Linked DNA regions of Sus scrofa: regions 2 and 3 are each linked to region 1. A link is a contact called in public promoter capture Hi-C data. All regions are on one chromosome and are shown on one strand. Each heading gives the region's core, a stretch centred on a gene start, on an enhancer-like site or on the middle of the called end of the contact. The rest is flanking DNA. Distances are from core to core; before and after follow the strand shown. Region 1 holds the start of MED13L (mediator of RNA polymerase II transcription subunit 13-like). Region 2 holds the start of C14H12orf49 (UPF0454 protein C12orf49 homolog). Region 3 overlaps C14H12orf49 (UPF0454 protein C12orf49 homolog).

Region 1 (2,881 bases), core at 197-2,696:
TTTGCTTTTTAATTTACTTTTATGGTGGCATTTGATTATTGTTTTCAATTTTATTGATTGATTTGTGTTATTTATAAATTATTGCACTGAATAGGTAATGGACACATTCGGTTTAAAGCATGCAAAGCGTAGAGTGAAAAGCAGTTTCTCTCTCCACTTTTTTTTTTTTTTTGTCTTTTTTTTTAGTCTTTCCTAGGGCCGCACCCATAGCATGTGGAGATTCCCAGGCTAGGGGTCCAATTGGAGCTGTAGCCGCCAGCCTACGCCACGGCCACAGCAACGCGGGTTCTGAGCCACATCTGTGACCACAGCTCACGGCAACGCCAGATCCTTAACCCACTGAGCAAGGCCAGGGATCGAACCTGCAACCTCATGGTTCCTAGTCAGGTTCGTTAACCACTAAGCCACGACGGGAACTTCTCTCCCCACTTTGACTCCCCAACCCCAGAGGCAACTGATGTTACCATTGTTTCATGCAACCTTCCAGGGATATCTCAATCAATAATTTCTTTTTGAGGTTATTCTATGTCAGTACACATAGAGCAAACTCATTATTTTTAATGGCTGCATTGGATTATACTGTTAACTACTCCCCGCATGATGGACATGTAAGTTGCTTCCAGTGTTTGTCCAACAAACAGTACTATAGTTTACATCTTTGCACTGCATGTCTATGTTATACACCTGGGCAAGAATCTTTGTGGGATAAACTCCTAAAAGTAACATTGCTGGGTCAAAGGGAATGCTCATTATAAATTCTGATGTTTTCCAAATTGATGCCCAAAGCTGTGGCGCTAATTTATATTCCCTCTGGCAGTGTGTGAGAGTTCTACTTCCCTTCACAGTTGCTTAAGCTTTTAAAATATTGTCAATACTTATTATGATTTTAATTTCTGTTTTTCTTATGATGAGTGTCTTAGTCTGCTTGTTGGGCTGCTCTAACAAATTACCATGGACTGGGTGGCTAAACAAGGAAAATTTATTTCTCACAGTTCTGGAGGTGGGGAAGTCCAAAATCAAGGTGCTAGCCAATTTAGTTCCTGGTAAGAACCCTCCTCTGGTTATGTCTTCAAAGGGGGCTGGGTGGGAGTGGCAAGAGAGAGGGAAAGGGAGAGGGTAGAAGAGAAGGAGAGAGAGAGTAATTGAGGGCTTGAAGTCTTTTCGTTTTGTCTTACACCATGCACTAATCCAATCATGAGGGCTACACCCTTGTGACCTAATTACTTGCCAAGGTTCTATCTTCAAATACCATCACACTGGGAATTAAAGTTTCAACATATGAATTTTAGAGGGACACATACATTCTGTCAATAGCAGCAAGTGAGACTGAGCATCTTTTTTATATTTTTAAAAGCCATGTGTCTTTCCTATTCTCTAAACTATTAATGTCCTTTTCTCATTTTCCTCTTAGGTTGCTTTGGGAGTCTAAAGAGATTTGCTGAAGAATGAGAACTGGGTGACCAGGTGTGTAGGATGAAGGTCTCCTGGGATATAAATATGTCTGGATATGATGGACCATCACAATGATTGCTCAGGCTCAAGTAACACCATGCATGTCGATACAGTGCTTTGACATTTCTTTTTTCCAAACGTTTTCACCAACAGTATCTTAATAGAAATGTGCAGTGGACTGAGGTCAGTGGGTCAGCAACTGGGACCCCTTTTGGACAGGTTGGGAAATGAGGCTCAGAGAGTTAAACTATGGTGATCAAAGTAATACAACTAGGGTTGCCAAAGCAATCTACAGGCATCTGCCCACAGAACCGTGTGGATACAGGCTTGGGCTCTGGAGCCAGATAGACCTGGGTTTGAGCCATTCACTAACTGGAGAGCTTAGAGATATCACTGTGCTTCTGAGGTTTGACCTAGAGTCTAAGGATAATAACAGTATCTTCTTTATGTGGTTGTTCAGAGGACTATGTGAAATAAGGTAGGCACACTCATTATAACATAGTGTCAGTGGGTTATAACATAGTGTTGGCCATGATAGTACACATTATAACATGCTGCTCATGGGTTTTGCTTTAGCAGTTACTTGTAGTAGTTCCTAAAGCTCAATTCACATGTCTAACACTTCTCTCCTTTTGTTACACTCCATCTTTCTCCTGTTTTCCACTCTTCCTCTCTTTTAGTCCAATCTACACGGCTCTTCCACGTTCGAGGGCTTGTTAATGAAGAAGTTATCTTCTCTCCTCCTTTGCATCGAGGTCAAGCCTTGAGGGCTGGAAAAGAGCCTCCCTATGGTGGCATTCCTCTGTACTCCCATACTGGAAATGTTGGTTACTGATTGAATGCTGGAGGGAAGGTCTGCTCCCAACACAGCCCTAGTAAAGTGCCTGGGAGTTAAAAAAAAAAAAAAAAAATTTCTGGCACAAAGCAGGAGATTAGAAAGCATTTATGCAATGAATGAACGCATGCTCACAGTGCCTAGGAGTAAGGGTTCAAAAGGCATTTCTGCATTTCTTAGTGCCTGGTATTCAGTAAGCGCTCCTGGGCGAGGGTAATAAACCTTAGTGCAAGAGCTTAGCTTCCCTGTGCATGGGTGCAGGGGTTTGAATCCCATCTCCTCCTCTTCCCAGCTGTGGGCAAGTGACTTAATCTCTTTGTGCTTCAGTTTTCTCATTTGCAAAACACGGACGACAGAGTGAAACCTTGAGACACGTGGACATGCTGTCTGGCCAACAGCGAGCCCCACCACCCAGTCGCCCAGGCCGTCAGAGGCACAGGTTAGGGGCCCCAGCTCTCCGCGGCCACTGCCACAGGCATTCCGGGGGTGAGGTAGCGCCGCGTAAAGATCCTAGCACCCGAGGGGGCGGGGCGCGGCGCCCAAGCGGGGCAGCGCACAGCAGCCTGAGGCCGCTCGCCCGGCCGCTGCCAGCCC
Region 2 (2,881 bases), core at 286-2,785, 360 kb before region 1:
CATGTCAGCTTGTCCCTGCCTCAGGGTCTTTGTACTTGCTGTTCCCTCTTCCTAGAATGCTTTTCCTTCTGGCTGGCTCCCTCATCAAATGCCACCTCTTTCCAGAGGCCTTCTCCTCTCACCCTCCTGATTCAACATACATTGCCCTGTTTTACATTCTTCATAGCACTTACCACTTATTTACATGTTTGTTTATTTATTTATGATCTGTCCCCTGTGAGAATGTAAATACCACAAAAGCAAAGATTCACCTGCCTGGCTTGCCCCTGCACCTCTGCATCTAGAACACTGCCTGGCACAGAGGAGCACTCAACAAGTATTCAATGAATAAAACATCAGTGGGTCTTTCACTTACCTTTTTCTATCCCTTGTTCCCTCCCTGACCTTTCACCCTATAGAAGAAATAAAGGCCAGAGACTTTATATGAACAGGTTTCAGTTCCTTGAATATTTTCTTGTACAAGAACAAAAGATGGTATCTGACTCTCAGTTCAGGGCACCATCCTTGACTGTTGAATAACCACCTGATCCTAACCAGCCTTCTTCAGGGGACATTACCAGGGCCCCTGATTAGAGAGTCTCCTTTCTCTGTTGGAAAATCAGCCACGAAGTGGGTCAGTAGCACCATCTTCATACATGAAGGAAAACTCATCCTGTAAATATTTTTCAAGAACATGCAATCTTGGCTTAACGATCCCCCCCCCCCACCCATTCCGTTAATGATTCCTCATCTCGTGCAAACCCTTGGGAAAAATAAAATACAGAATCTCAAATTTCTAGCCACAAATTTGACACAGCTTCCTAAATCAAATACCCAAGATTCCATTTTCAGATGCGTGCTTTTTAGGGGCTTCAGATTTTCTGTTGGAAGCAGGCCGTACCTAATTATTCCAATACTGAATTCTGGAATAAGATTTTTACACGTGGGATGCATCTGAATGACCGAATGAAATGCCTTTTCACCCTCTGCTCCATTCATCGCACTCAGAAGGATTTAACCAAGAGTTTTCAATGTATGAGATGTTTTAAGTTGCATCCCCGGGCCGTTACACTACTGCACCGAAATGCACACAGGAGAACATCTCCTGCATCACTTGCGTTGGAAGCAGGCAGGTGCACTTCGGGTACAATACCGCCAGCGTTTTTATTACCGCAACCAACGTTGAGCGCGAAACGCCCTTAGGACTGCAAGGGCATGAGATTACACTAACCATGCCAGGGAGAGAAAAAAAAATAGCGTTCTCTTGTTACCTGCCCAGACAGTTCAGCAGTCACCTCAGCATCATTCACGTCCTTCCAAACCAATCACTCTCACCGCCAGGGAAACACCTGACTTCCGAGAGCTTCCGGCCTCTCCTCAGGTTCTTTCTCAGGTTGCCCCGCCCGGCGCTAACAACCGGGCACAGCTCCAGGGGTCTCACGCACACGATTGCCCGCCCCCTTGCTAGGATTCAGCCAATAGGAAGCCGCCTGTCTGCATTGACCAATGAGGAGAAGGCGGAGCGAGACCGGTGGGTGACGCGAGAGGAACGGAGGCGGGGCGTGGGGAGAGGTCACGTGGGGAGGCGCGGGGTGGCTGCCGGGAGCTGGCTGGGCTGGGGGCCGCGGGATCGGCGCCCGCCTCGAGTGATGGGGCTCCCGCCCGTGTAGGGGCCATGCCGCCCGGGCCCCGGGCCTGCCCCGCTCCGCGCCGGGATGGTCAACCTGGCGGCCATGGTGTGGCGCCGCCTCCTGAGGAAGAGGTGGGTGCTCGCCTTGGTCTTCGGGCTCTCGCTCGTCTACTTCCTCACTAGCACCTTCAAGCAGGTCAGTGGTCGCCCTCTCTCCCCGGGTTGGGGTAGCTACCTCTGCGGCAGCGCTGCCTGAGTGTCCACTGAGCTGGGCCGGAGAGGTGGGCGTTCCTGTCCCAGGACTGAGGATGGGTGAAGGGAGCTGCCTCTCTCGTTGGTAGGCTGAGGGCAGAGCTGGGACTCGACCCGGTGCTGTGGACCCTTACGCTGTGCTTGTTGTCGCCTTGTCGGTTGCTTACCTGCTTCCCACCTGCCAGGGACTGAGCTAAACAGGGGCGTGCATTTCTTCCTCCATCTCCACGGCAGGTCTGGGCAGTGGTGTCCCCGTGTTACGGCGGGGGAAGCTGAGCCTGAGAAAGGTGAGATGCCTGGGCCGAACTACGAGGCCAGCCCTGGTGTACTCGGTTTTCGTTTAACTAGGGGCTCAGGGAGACTCCACAGGAAGCACGAGGTGCCCTTTTCTATGCATAATGAGGTTAGGTAGAATTTTCTTTTCGCTTCTCATCCTTTTCGTTTTTCTTCCCTGTGAGAATTTTTGGGAGAAACGTCGGGGTGCTTTGGAGGGACGTGTTAGCAAGAGCATTTTAAGTTTAGAAGTACAGTTATAGCGTTTGGGCTCTTAGAAAGGGTGAGCCTATGCCAGGGTGTATCCAGCACAACCTTGATTCATGCTACTGCTCTGATAGAGTTAGAGGACAGTTCCCCTTTTCGTTCTCAAGGGTCAAGTTCCTAAGTAAAATTTATCAGTGAATGGAGGAGAATAAATGCTAAATGATAAGGTTACGCTAGTTTAAGCAGATTGGTGGAGGAGCGATGAAAAGGGAAGACAGAGAACCTGTATCCCACCTCCTGCCTCAGACAAACGGAGAGGCTGAGTGTTGTGAGCCTCTTTTGTTGACTAGCAGGAGTTGTTGGCATTCTTGTGAACTAAATGCTTCTGGGACTTGAGTTTACTGCCACTTCACAGACATTGTTTCATGGTCACTTGTTCCTCTTCTGTCTGGTGGACCTATGGGTGCTGTAGTGAGCCAGGACTCACTCCTCCGCCTTGCTCCCACCTAACCCAGCTGATCTCTAGCACCGTTGGTTTAA
Region 3 (2,881 bases), core at 146-2,645, 310 kb before region 1:
TGAAAACATGCTAAGTGAAAGTAGCCAGTACTCAAAGACCACATTGTGTGATTCTATTTATATGAAATATATAGAATAAGCAAGGCTATAGAGACAGAAAGGAGATTAGTGGTTTCCAGGGAATGGAGGAAAGGGGAACCCAGGACTAACTGCTATTGGTATAGGGTTTCTTTTAGAGGAGACAGAAGTGTTCTAAAGTTAGATTGTGGTGATGGTTGCACAACCCTGTGAATATACCAAAAACCATTGAATTGTATGGTATGCGAATGATATCTCAAAAAGCTCTTTAAAGTAAATGATTACATGGTTCATTCTTTGGTGCTCTTTGCCACATATAGGGACAATATCAGTCATCCTTGAATACAGAGGACACAGACATAATTACTGATAATTACAACCTATTAAATGCATTGGCAATCGGTTGCCATAGGCAGAGATAACTGCAGTTCATACATTGGATCACCGGCTCTTTATTATATTATTTACTCATATAATATAAATCCATATTTCTGTTCCAGATCCATATCCAGCACTATAAATAGTCTTGTTAATTTTAGATCTGTGAGGACAGGGGAATTTTAAGAATGACAATGCCTCTTACCATAATCTGCCTCATTCCGGCAAAGAGAAGCAGCCCGGCTGTTGTGCCACCAAGCCTGAGTTCGGTGTGACCCCAGAGGGTCTTGGCTTGCAGCCACCCGTCCATCCTGTTTGCTACCAATTGGAGGTTGTGTGTATGTGTTGTTAAGTTTTCCTTTTGGCTGCCAGTCAAGCTTCCCCTTTATCCTCTTCCCTCTCCAAACCCATCGATACAACCCCAACGATGAAAGTGGACTGAACAGCCCCTGCCATCTTTGCTGAATGGAAACAAATGAGGGCAGCCAGGTGTCAAGAACCAAGTCCCACATCTGGCAGCCTCATCTGCTTTCTCTTAACGCTCTCCTGCTGTCCTCCAACCAGCTGCACACATTTCTGTCAGCCAGAGTGCCAGTGGCAGTGTAGACTGTCCCGATGAATGAGGAACAAGGACACTTTCCAGCCCTTGCCAAGTCCCTCCCTGAAAGAAGAAAGTCAGAGTTCTCAGCCCTCTCCCCGAAGCACCTTGCCCAGGGCTTCCAGCCGCACTTGGCCAGTTCCTCGAATTCAGGATATATTTGTTTTTTTCCCTCCCTCTTCTCTGAACTCTGAGATCAGCGCCCCTCCCCCTTGCTTTTTGCTTGCTCCGTTGTTTCACTCCGGACTGTCACTTAGCACGCTTCCTGCCCGTATAGGACAGGACCCACTAATGAAAGTCCCCCTTCACTCCAGGGGGCCCTTGAGCATTAATGGCCTCTGGAAGCAGATATTTTCTGACTTCCGGGAGTCTAAAGTGCTTGACCTGCACATAATTTCAAAATGACCTACCAGACAAGGAAATGTTTGTTTACGCTCCATCTCCGCTGTCCCCTCCCCCCTGCTCCCCAAGGGGAGAAGTTTGGCATGGTCCATTCTCTCAGGTCCATTGTGAGCCTTTCCTCTTGGTTTCCGTCCTGTCCCCTCCCCTTGGACCTGCCAGTGAGACAGGCAGTTATAAGCAGATGGAGTGAGTGTTCTTGCTTAAAAAGTAGGCAGGTGGATTGGACACAATGCTATACAGAGCATGTCTGATATGGTCCCTGCCCTGATCAAGCGTGCAGTTTAGGGACAAATGTAAAACAACAGCTGTGGAAAGTGCTCTGATGGAAGAGTTCAGGGTACCATGGAAGGATTTAAAGGGGAGTGCTGACCTAGTGGTGCTGGGAGGTTGAGAAGTCAGAAAAGGCCAGGGCTACACATTATTCATGCCTCACTGGGCCCCTTTCTCATTAAAAAAATTTTCACATTTTATGGGAGTTCCTGTTGGGCTCAGCAGGTTAAGAATCCAACTAGTATCCATGAGGATGGGGGTTCGATCCCTGGCCTCACTCAGTGGGTTAAGGATCCGACGTTGCCGTGAGCTGTGGTGTAGCTTGCAGACATGACTCGGATCTGGCATTGCTGTGGCTGTGGTGTAGGCCAGCAGCTGCAGCTCCAATTTAACCCCTAGCCTGGGAACTTCCATATGCCATGGGTGCAGCCTTAAAAAAAACAAAAACAATTTAAAAGAAATTACATTTTCTAATGGAGTTAGTTTAAACCCAGGCTAGCTTTATCAATATGCAGTCATGACTATAATCATTTCGTTCTTCTGATCTTAAAAGAAATTAAACATTTTTCTCACAGGCCCCTCAAGTATTCTGGGTCTGATAGAGAGATTGGCCTGGGAAGAGCTGCCCTGAGGAAGAGACAACTGAATTGAGATCTGAGGAATAAACAGGAGTCAGTTCAGTGAACTAGCTGTGAAGTGGGGTCTAGGCAATGGAGACAGCATATGCAAAGGTCCTGTGGCACAAACTAACACTTGGAGAGTGTCAGTGATGTGTAATGCAGAGAACAAGGGGACACAGGGATAAAGTGACGCTAAAGAGAAGGCAGGACCATGTGCGCCATGAATGTTATTGTGGCTTTAACCCCAGGGCAGTGGGAAATCATCTATAAGTTTCAAGCAGGGGGTTTGAACAGCTTCTGAAGAATGCAGAAGGACAAGTTGACTAGAAAACCATAATTCTCCCTACCCCCAAATTCTCTCTATTAAATCTAATCAACAGAGTGAGAACTGATCTGGGGAGTTCCTGTTCTGGCTCATGAGGGTTTGGGTATGATCCCTGGCCTCACTTGATGGGTTAAAGATCCAGCATTGCTGTGGCTGTGGCTGTGGCTGTGGCAGGCAGCTGCAGCTCCGATTCGATTCCTAGCCTGGGAACCTCCATATGCCGTGGGTGTGGCCCTAAAAAAATTTCATTAAAGAGTGAGAACTGGTCTG

Evidence for each region. Promoter capture Hi-C pulls out the DNA fragments that hold promoters and counts their contacts.
Region 2: a promoter capture Hi-C map of liver shows a contact between it and region 1, with 4 times the contacts expected there. The contact joins the promoter of C14H12orf49 here to the promoter of MED13L in region 1. A contact is called at or near these places in 1 of 5 promoter capture datasets (liver) and 1 of 47 Hi-C or Micro-C datasets (heart right ventricle).
Region 3: a contact with region 1 is called in a promoter capture Hi-C map of liver, with 7 times the contacts expected there. The contact joins the enhancer-like site here to the promoter of MED13L in region 1. A contact is called at or near these places in 3 of 5 promoter capture datasets (fetal liver, fetal skeletal muscle and liver), 8 of 47 Hi-C or Micro-C datasets (embryonic fibroblasts, fetal skeletal muscle, fibroblasts and 4 more) and 2 of 2 datasets of contacts at active chromatin or transcription factors (alveolar macrophages and skeletal muscle).

Annotation. Positions count from the first base shown.
Region 1 is chr14:36,060,388-36,063,268 of Sscrofa11.1, forward strand. It overlaps MED13L (mediator of RNA polymerase II transcription subunit 13-like), which reads left to right and starts at 1,447. Exons shown (of 31, transcript XM_021073127.1): 1 at 1,447-1,464. It overlaps C14H12orf49 (UPF0454 protein C12orf49 homolog), which reads left to right. Exons shown (of 6, transcript XM_013990355.2): 6 at 1,412-1,444. The coding sequence ends at 1,429.
Region 2 is chr14:35,704,370-35,707,250 of Sscrofa11.1, forward strand. It overlaps C14H12orf49 (UPF0454 protein C12orf49 homolog), which reads left to right and starts at 1,536. Exons shown (of 6, transcript XM_013990355.2): 1 at 1,536-1,805. The coding sequence starts at 1,695. RNFT2 (RING finger and transmembrane domain-containing protein 2) reads right to left here and starts at 1,426. Exons shown (of 11, transcript XM_003132893.6): 1 at 1,251-1,426.
Region 3 is chr14:35,753,861-35,756,741 of Sscrofa11.1, forward strand. All of the region lies in intron 4 of C14H12orf49 (UPF0454 protein C12orf49 homolog), which reads left to right. Among named protein-coding and RNA genes, the nearest start is that of C14H12orf49, 49 kb to the left of the region's middle. Within about 2 kb of position 1,396, at least 16 of the 83 cell types and tissues checked have an H3K27ac peak or open chromatin away from gene starts, as enhancers often do. A contact at or near this core is called in fetal liver, liver and skeletal muscle, where this site is marked.